Regions from separate parts of the Mus musculus genome. Here all the other regions are linked to region 1. Evidence: chromatin contacts called from public promoter capture Hi-C data. All regions are on one chromosome and are shown on one strand. Each heading gives the region's core, a stretch centred on a gene start, on an enhancer-like site or on the middle of the called end of the contact. The rest is flanking DNA. Distances are from core to core; before and after follow the strand shown. Region 1 holds the start of Styx (serine/threonine/tyrosine interaction protein). Region 2 holds the start of Fbxo34 (F-box protein 34). Region 3 holds the start of Dlgap5 (DLG associated protein 5).

Region 1 (3,199 bases), core at 267-2,766:
CATCAAACTTCAGTTTCATAAATACCAAAGGACTAACCATAAATGATCCAGCTAGGTATGTAATTCTTCTTTTCTCTCTCTCTCTCTCTCTCTCTCTCTCTCTCTCTCTCTCTCTCTCCCTCCCTCCCTCCCTCCCTCCCTCCCTCCCTTTCTCTCTCTCTCTCTCTCTCTCTCTCTCTCTCTTTGGTTTTTCGAGACAGGGTTTCTCTGTGTAGCCCTGGCTGTCCTGGAACTCACTCTGTAGACCAGGCTGGCCTCGAACTCAGAAATCTGCCTGCCTCTGCCTCCCAAGTGCTGGAATTAAAAGGGTATGCCACCACTGCCCAGCTTCCCCTTTCTTTTTGAGACAAGGTCTCACTATGTACCCCTGGCTGGCCTGGGACACTTACTGTGTGGGTTAGGCCAGTCTCAACTCACAGACATTTTCTTGCCTCTCCTGAGTGGTGGAATTAAAGGCATTTACCACAATACTTGCCATTGGATTATTTTTTAATTAAAAATTACTAGCAGGGTATTCTGTGCCTTTTGTAATTCTTAAAGCTGGATAATAGTTTATGTAACACTAGAGAGCATAGACCATCTAATTAGCCACCTAATTTTTGAACAGCTATCCTGTATATTGAACATGCATTACATATATGACAACATGAAAAGAGTTAAGAGGAAATCCAAGTTAAACACGCGGTCCTTCCACTTTAAAGGATTTTTTTTTTTTTTTTTTTTGATAATGACAGTCCTGAGGTCTCTAGGAAGTAGTGTTAAAATACAGTGAAAAGTAGTGATAGTCTTAGTTACACACTTTGCAGCCTTCAGTGATTCCTTCAGTGAGACCAAAGGTGGTTCAGAAGTTCAAACCAGGCCTTTAATCATTTCATCTCAGAACTCTTGTAAATTTGAGGACCAGCCTGGTGTACATAGCGAGACCCTGAAGAAGGTATATTCTTCAAAAATTATTAACTCTAACGCCAGCTCCTCACACAATCATCTTTTATGTTGAAAAATAGGCTCGGAGAAATCTTAAAGAGTACCGAATACAATTTAGTAAGTAAACTATCATTTACATTTCTGATGACTTTTTTTAAGAATCATTTTCTTGAAATTTTCTGGATAATTTGAGTTGTTAACACTCCGGAGTATACCTAAGAGGCCACTTTCTACTTTGTTTAAAGATGATGGGTATCTCGGGGTTTTTTGTTTTTGTTTTTTTCGTAGTCTAACATGAATTTAAGCTGAACTCTTCCTGTTTGGTTATGACTTCCCCCACGGATTGGATCGAGCAGCATTCCTCTGAGTGTGGAGGACACTTTGAAGGGACGGACTCCCATCCCATTTGGGAAGGCCTTGGCCCCGACCGCTCCTCCCCTACGGCCGCAGCTCCGCCCTGCGGGAAGCTCCTCCCCCCGCGTCTGCGCGCTCGCGGACGGGCGGGGCGGAGGCGCGCTGACACCTGGCGGCGGGGGCGGGCCGTCGGCGAGCGTGGGCTGGGATTGGCTGGGCCGCGTGGGCTGGGGCGGGAGGAGACGGTTATGGGCTCGTGCCTGGGTCGGATCCCGGCTCTCTGAGGGGCGCGGAGACCTGCGGGAGGGACACGGCCGCAGCATGGCGGCCGGCAGCGCACCGCCCTGCCCTCCGCCTTCCTGTCGCAGCCGCTTGGATCCTGTGGTCCGCGAGTGCTTGCTGTGAGCCTGCCGCGCGTCAGCCCCCCCACCGCTCGCCCGCCCGCCCGCCCTCCTTCCCTTGTCGCCTCTGCCAGCCCGGAGGGCGGCCGGGCGCACCGCGCCCACCCACCGGGGCCCTGGGACCATGGAGGACGTGAAACTGGAGTTCCCCTCGCTCCCGCAGTGCAAAGACGACGCCGAGGTGAGTGCCCGGCGGCCCGCCCTGCCGCGGGCAGCCCCCGGGTCTCCGGCCAAGCAGCGCCTCTGGCCCAACTGTCCCAGACTCTTCCCTTTCCCCTTGGGCGTGAAGGGGCGTCAGTGAGGTCCTCCTCCCGCGGGACCCTATCGGAGGAGCCAACCCGGAGAGTACTCTTGACCACTCGCCTCGGCGTTGAGGCTTTTCGTGAACACAGACTCTTCCTTACCAGAGCAACACGCTGTGGAGTTGTTTTTAATCTGAGCTTGATGTTAGATTCACATGCGGGACACATAGCCAGCCCCACGTGTGGAATAGATCGGAGGCGTGAACTCTGGAATTGCACCCCTCTAATAGTACTCAAGTCAAAAACCAACCACCACCACTACCAAAAAACCCACAAAAAACGATGACTAGCGTGGGGCGGGGGGGGGGGGGGAGTAGAAAAGCTAAGCTTCTTTGAATTTGAAAATTTTTAGTAACAAATCTTGCCTGTACTATCGAGAGCAAAATTCTCCCAATTTATGATTTAAGGGTTCTTTTCACCCCACCTTGATTTTTTTCTTTACCTAACATCTGTTGCAAATATTTTATGGTACCAGAAACTGTTAAGTTAGAGTTTGCCAGAGGCTAAAATTAGTGACAAGGATTCTTACCTGTGACACTTAATAGGATCAAAAAAGGATTCTAGAGTTTTGCTTGTGTGTTTGATATAAGTCCTGGCTGTCCTGGAACTCACTAGACGAGGCTGGCCTGAAACCCAAAGAGATCCACCTGCTTCTGTACCCCAAATGCTGGGATTGAAGGTGTACACCCCTTAATCTCTCAGTGTTTTAAAGGTATTTGGGACTACTCTTGGCTGGCACACTTGTAACCCCTCTACTTGGGAGGTGGAAGGAGAAAGGAGGGGTCACTGTAGCCTTGGTTCTATAGCAAATTTGAGACCAGTCTCAGTTACAGATGAGATGGAGACTTTATACCAAATGCTCAATTCTATTGAATGTCTTCATTTGATTCAGATCACTTTTTTGTATTTGTTTTGTTGTGATGGTGGGTTTTTGAGAAAGGGTTTCTTTGTAGCCCTGGCTGTCCTGGAACTTTGTAAGACAAGGTCTTGTGTACCCAGGAATGTCCCCTGTTCTCCCAAGTGACTTACTGTCATTTGAAGGATTCTCTTTCTTATTTGTAGTAGTGATGGTTGAGGCATACATAATATACATACATGCACAAAAGCAAAACACTAATACATGTAAAGTAATAAAAATCTCTAAATAAAATTCTGGGGACAGATAAGATTCTTTAAATAGAATTTAAAATAGAAGTATAAATAAAAATAGACACAATG
Region 2 (3,199 bases), core at 386-2,885, 2.1 Mb after region 1:
GCTTAGTTTTATATTTTAAAATTGCAAATTTGTGTGTGTGTGTGTGTATGGAGGGTTTTTCACATACTCCAGCCCACGCATGTGTGTGTGTGTGTGTGTGTGTGTGTGTATGTATGTGTGTGTGTGTGTGTATGTATGTGTGTATGTGTGTGTGTATTTGTGTGTGTGTGTGTATGTGTATGTGTGTGTGGTGTGTGTGTGTGTGTGTGTGTGTGTGTCTGTATGGGTGGTATTCACATACTCCGGCCCACATGTAGAGGACATCTTTTCATCCTACCAGGTGGGTCGTAGGGATTGAACTCAGGGTGTCAGGTTTAGTGTCAGTACCTTCATCTGCTGCAGCATCTCACTGGTCCTATTTCTACATTTTGATTCTTTAAGACTTCACACACACGTTTCACAAGAGGTTTTTTATTTTCTGATGTGAGGCTGTTTAAAAAATTTTGTGTGTATAGCTATTTTGCCTGCACATGTGTGCACCAGATGTGTGTCTTGGATCCCCTGGGACTGAAGTAACAGATAATTGTGAGCCACCACGAGAGTGCTGAGAATTGAACCTGGGTACTTTAGAAGAGCAGCTAGTGCTCTTAAGTGCTGAGTCTTCTTGTTGTTGTTGTTTTTTTTTTTTTTTCTTTCACTGATAAGTTTACAAGGCTCTTGTAGATTAGCAGTTTAACTTTAAAGTTTATGTACTTTCTGGTAGGTACTTCTGCCATAATTTTATGGAAAATATATTCTTTTGTAAAAATTTTTTTTATGTGTATAGTGTTTTGTCTCCGTGCATGCAGTGTTTGTGGAGGCCAGAAAAAGACGTCTGATTCCATGAGGCTGCAGTTACAGACAAGTTTCGAACCACCTTGTGGTGTGCTGGGAATTGAATTCCCCTGGAAGAGCAGCCAGTGTTCTTAACAGAGAGGACCCGCGCCCTGCTCCCGCTGATCCCAAATTTGCTTTGCCATTGAGGGTGACCATGAACCTGTGGCGCACCTGACATCACCTCCCAAACTCTGGGATTACAGATATGAAGCAACATGCCCAGTGTGTAGGACATCAGGATCAAACCCAGGGCCATGGGCTTGCTAAATAGCTCATTTTAAAAATTTGAAATAGATGAGCCGGGTGTGGTGGCACACGCCTTTAATCCCAGCGCTCGGGAGGCAGAGGCAGGCGGATTTCTGAGTTCGAGACCAGCTTGGTCTACAAAGTGAGTTCCAGGACAGCCAGGGCTATACAGAGAAACTCTGTCTCCTAAATAAATAAATAAATAAATAAATAAATAAAATAAAATAAATAAAAATAAAAATTGAAATAGAACCATACGCTAGTGGTAGAACCAAGATTAGAACCCAGACATGTTGGATATCTAACAGGGTCAAACGTATTAAGGCTTCTGGAGCACCTGGGAGTGTTAATGAACTTGTCACTCTAACTGTGCTCTAGGGTTAGGGTCCTTGTTGTGCAGTGACACTCAAACTCCCCAATCTCCCGCCACACCAGGCTTGTAGGCGCTTGTCCTGGCAGCTCCCATCTCTCCCCACAGCGCTCGCGGCCGCCCGCAGGGGGCGCTGGCGCACGCAGGCTTTGCGGCCCCGCCCCCGGGCAACCGTCGATTGGGCCGGCGCGTGATGTCACGCCGGTTTAGCCAACAAATGGGTTTCGGGGCGAGCGTTGGGCTCCGCCGCTCAGCGCTGAGCTCCTGGTCCGCCTCAGTGTCGGGGAGCGAGTCAGGCCTGCCGCCGCCGCATCGGGCTGCCGCAGCCCCGGGCCAGGCCCTGGCCCGGCAGAAGCACAGGTGGGCCGGGCGAGGGCGCGGGGCTGCGGGGCGCGGGGCAGGTGGACACCGTGGCGGCTCCCGCTGCTCCCCGCGGCAGGGCCGAACGTTGGGGGCGGGGACCGCGGCTCGCCGTGCTCGGGGTGCCGCCGCCGCAGCGTCCTCCAGAGAGCCGTCCTCGCGGCCTGGCCCCGAGGTCGTGCGCCCGGCTGCTCCCTGGGCCCGGAGTCCGGCGACCCAAGCTAGGCCGCCGCGGGTGGGCTGCGTGCGGGGCGCGGGGCTCCGGGTGTCCCCGTGCAGGTGAGCGGCGCGTCTCCTCCACCCTCCCCGGGGGGCCCTGGCGTGCGAGCCTGCGGTGGTGAGGTCACAGTGCCGAGGCTCGGCGTGCGGGTGATGTCAGGGCTCTACCGAGACAGACCGTGATGTCACTGCAGGCCCCGAGTGGCGACCTTGGCGCGCGGAAGGGCTGGGAGGACCCGCGGGGAGAAAAAGGAAGTTCGGTCCTAGCAGATTTGAACCAAAATCTTGGGATCTCGGCTTCGTACAGTTTGGATGTAATAATTGTCAGGTGCTTAAACTTCATTTCGGAGAGCATCGGTAGTAGTACAGTTTAAGGACATTCGGTTTAGATATGAGGGATCTTGGGGGTTGGGCGTGGAAGGGGTATTAGGGTGTTCACTGTGCCTTCAGGAAGCTAAACTCAGTTTGATGGTTTGATGTAGCAGTTGCTGGGAAAGGGTGCGCGGGGGCTGAACCAACTGGAGGGCTGATAATTTAGTTGGCTTTATCTTTTTTTTTTTTTTTTTTGCCAGTGATCTGCTTGTTAGCGAATGACCAAGGCAAGCAGATCTTGAATGAACTTTGTCTTGCAAAGAAGGGGAGCTTGAATCAATCCAACATTTTTCTTAAATAATAATCCCCCGATGATGTAATTTATCCTGGTGTTTCTTGCCCCCCCCTCCCCCGTTTTATCAGGGACATTTGTTTTTTTCTGTGATTATAGCTCAGCAATAAGCCTCTGCTTTGCAGCCCACCCCCACCCCAAGACTAGGCTGTAACGTAATATAACACATCTGAGGACTACCTTTGGGGTCAGGCGACTTACATTTTGTCAGTAGTGCTTCCGAATGTGAAATGATAAATTTTAGCAGGTGATTTTGTGAATGTTGATTTTTCTCAGGCTTTGAAAAGATAGTAGACCTGCATAGAAGCACTGGCGCACTGGCGGTCAAGCACACATCTCTTGACTGCCCGTAGTGACACGAGGGCCCAGAAGCAGTTACATAGGACACTTCATACTAAGAGGGATGGAGGGGAAGAGTGGAACACAGTAGGCTGGCCATGCTGTCAATGAGAAGAGAGATGGCTAGCGCATGCCGGGAGCAGCCAGGTGAACTTTGGATCAGGAGATTAGTGTAGGTCGGTGGT
Region 3 (3,199 bases), core at 208-2,707, 2.1 Mb after region 1:
TCGCAGCATCACCCTACTGTGATGAACACACTCCTGTGACTTTAACACCTGGCTAAAGCTGGCCTGATAAATACTGTGCAACCACAGTCGGAAAACCAAAACAAGAGGGCCTGCTCATGGTCAGTCGGTCTCAGCTCCAAAGGAGGCTGGTGGGAGCTATGTGAAACCTTGTTTTAATCCTCTCCCCACCAAAAGAAAAAAAGGAAAAGAGAGAAAGTGTCAAACACAACTACTAGAGAAAGAGTTTAAGCAAAACTTGTTAACACGGTTGTCTTAGACAGGGTGTCAATTGCTGCAACAAAACACCATGACCTAAAAGCAAGTTGGGGAGGAAAGGGCTTATTCAGCTCACACTTCCACTTTGCTATTCATCATCAAAGGAAGTCAGGACTGGAACTCAAGCAAGGCTGGAACCTGGAGGCAGGAGCTGGTGCTGAGGCCACAGAGTGACCCTTCTTACTGGCTTGCTTCACTTTCTTACAGAACCAAGGATTGCAGCCCAGGGATGGCTGCCACCCACAAGATGCTGGGCCCTTCCCCATTAATCATTAACTGAGAAAATGCCTTACAGCTGGACCTCATGTCGTCATTTCCTCAACTGAGGTCCTTCTTCTCTAATGGCTTGTGTCATGGTGATGGTCAAGTGGACCTCTCAGGTCAGCTCCCCTGCCTGTGCACTCATCTTAAGATTCTCCGTCTAATACTTACAGCAGGTTAGAGAGAAATGACAGCGTCTTCAGGAAAAGCAGAATCCACTGACACTTGTGGGCTATTTTGGGAGGTTACTAGCATACAGGTCGGGTAGAGTCTCATCTCTAATACGCTGTCAATGCTTTAGGATAATCTACATTTTTCATGCCAATTTTTTCCAAAGGTTTTTTTTCTTGTTGTTTATGTGTATGTCTATTTCTGTGTTGGGGTGGATGCATACTGGTGTCCAGTAGAGGGTGTCGGACCTCTTGACGCTGGAGCTACAAGGAGTTTGTGACCTGCCCTACGTGGGATGCTGGGAAGCTAACTCTGCAAACAAGTGCTCCTTCCTAACTGTTGAGCCATCTCACCTAGGCCATTTTTAAATTTTTTCGGGACAGTCTCGTCCCAGGCCATTCTCGAGCTGGTATGCAGCCACGGAGGACCTTGAACTCTTGATCCCACTTACCTGAAGCAGTTTCTGGATCCACAACAATGTCGCAACACAGAAAACTCCACCGATCCGCAGAAGGAACTCCCGGACCGACCCTTCACGGAACTGAAATTTCCCGCTGCCAGCCGCTGATTGGAGGGACTTTTGCCAACACTTCCGGAAGCTCCCGCCCCTTCCCCTCGAACGAGGCTTGCGATAGGTTGGTTCTGTGCGACATTTAAATTGTTTGGAAGGCAAAGGGTTGGGAGCGGGAGGGCGAGGGGGAGGAGGGAGGCGGTAAACCCGCTAGGCGTGGCAGCGACACACTATAAACTCAGTGGGGCGGGCCGCACTTGTTGGCTCTTCAGGCCGGTTTTCTTCTTTCCTTTTAAACGTGTTTGTTTGTTTGTTTGTTTGTTTTGGTTTTTAAGACAAGGTCTCACTATGTCTGGGAACTCACTATGTAGACAAGGCTGGCCTCGAACTCACCGAGATGCTCCTGCCTGTCACTGAGTGCTGCTGGGATTACGGGCTGAGCATCCACGCTAAAAAAAGGCAAAGGTTTTAAGTTAAACGAGATCATTTATTCCATTTCTCCTTCTTTTCTAAGGCAAAATTAACGTCTGCCTTAGAAATCAACTGAGATTTCTAACAGACACATAAACGAAGGCACACATCCCATGAGATATCAAGAAAACAAAAACGCCTGGGCCAGGACAGCTGTGCTGACCATGTGTTTGTAGACTGATCGGTATCCAGTAGACACCGGGAAGATAAATTAGGAAAGAGTTTGTAAGTTTGGCTTTTGCTTTTTCCCTGCCAACATCTTGGGAAAGAGGACCAGCTGCCTGCAGCTCTATAGCAGCACTGAGACCTCTGGGACATACAAAGAGAAAGATGAAGATAGGTAACTGACATAATATTCATGGTTATGTTAGATCTGATGGGGGAAAGAAACACCAATTTCGCGAGTGGCTGATTAAAGCAAGCTATATCTGATTAAAGCAAACTGGCCAGCCAGCTGCGGTCTCCCAAAGTGGAGATTTCAGAGAGCAGCCCCTCACTGGCTTTTGAGGTTCTTTTTATGGGAATGGGTCAGGGTTGCTAAAAAAAAAAAAAAAAAAAAAAAAAAAAGAGCCGTTGGAGATAACTGACTCTTAGTGCCTTTAGCATCTGGGCCAGCGGGAGAGTGAGCCACTCGGGGTTCAAGGCTACCTATGGGGTAGATAAATGCAAGAACACAGCATGTGGAAGGGGAGTCATCACAGGTGTTCAGGAACTTAACAAGGCAAAGGGGTGGGCGTACATCATGGGGTCACAAGTTCAGCATAGGTTGAAAAACATGGTTTGCAGGAAACAAACCTGTTCTTGTAAGGTGTTAAAAGACACCTTAAGACGTAGTAACAGTGTGTGACAATGTGGTTCCTGTTTGGGTTTCACTGTTGTTTTAAAATAGCTGAGACTGGGGGCTGGAGAGTTGCTTGGCAGTTGAGAGCACTTTCTTGCCCTGGCAGAAAACCCAGGCACCCACGTGGTGGCTCACAACTCTCTGTAACTCCAGTTCTAAAAGATCCATCACATTCTGACCTCTGTGGGCAAAACACTCATAGGCAGAAAACAAAATAAATCTTAACCCACCACCACCACCCAGGGACCCAAAACTGAGTCTCTATTGGCCTCGGCTACTTGAGGGGAGTGAATCGGGAGGAGTGGGTGGCACCGATCCCGGGCGGCGGCCGTGCTTCACAGGTTTGTAGGTGATGGAGAACTCGCCCAGGTAGTGGCCTATCATCTCTGGTTTGAGCTCCACCTAGTTGAAGGTCTTGCCATTGTACACGCCCACCATGCTGCCCACCATTTTGGGCAGGATGATCATGTCCCCTCAGGTTTGTCTTCACCACCTCGGGCTTCTCCATAGGTGGCGCCTCCTTCTTGGCCTTTCTCAAGGGCTTGAGCAGTTAGTTCTGCTTCCGCCGCAGGCCAAGGTTCAGGCGCCGCCTCTGGCGGGTGCTGTACAACTGCATCAGCTGCTCATAGGTCATATCGAGGTCCACGCCACCGCCACCGTAGGTGAAC

The links. Promoter capture Hi-C pulls out the DNA fragments that hold promoters and counts their contacts. Capture Hi-C pulls out chosen DNA fragments and counts their contacts.
Region 2: a promoter capture Hi-C map of pre-B cells shows a contact between it and region 1, with 3 times the contacts expected there. The contact joins the promoter of Fbxo34 here to the promoter of Styx in region 1. A contact is called at or near these places in 5 of 39 promoter capture datasets (cranial neural crest, hippocampal neurons, liver and 1 more).
Region 3: a promoter capture Hi-C map of liver shows a contact between it and region 1, with 2.3 times the contacts expected there. The contact joins the promoter of Dlgap5 here to the promoter of Styx in region 1. A contact is called at or near these places in 3 of 39 promoter capture datasets (cranial neural crest, embryonic stem cells and pre-B cells), 1 of 484 Hi-C or Micro-C datasets (embryonic stem cells) and 1 of 9 other capture datasets (liver).

What each region holds. Positions count from the first base shown.
Region 1 is chr14:45,349,670-45,352,868 of GRCm38.p6, forward strand. It overlaps Styx (serine/threonine/tyrosine interaction protein), which reads left to right and starts at 1,517. Exons shown (of 11, transcript NM_019637.3): 1 at 1,517-1,860. The coding sequence starts at 1,804.
Region 2 is chr14:47,470,926-47,474,124 of GRCm38.p6, forward strand. Fbxo34 (F-box protein 34) reads left to right here and starts at 1,636. Exons shown (of 3, transcript NM_001146086.1): 1 at 1,636-1,792.
Region 3 is chr14:47,416,950-47,420,148 of GRCm38.p6, forward strand. It overlaps Dlgap5 (DLG associated protein 5), which reads right to left and starts at 1,458. Exons shown (of 19, transcript NM_144553.2): 1 at 1,160-1,458. It also overlaps the pseudogene Gm8353.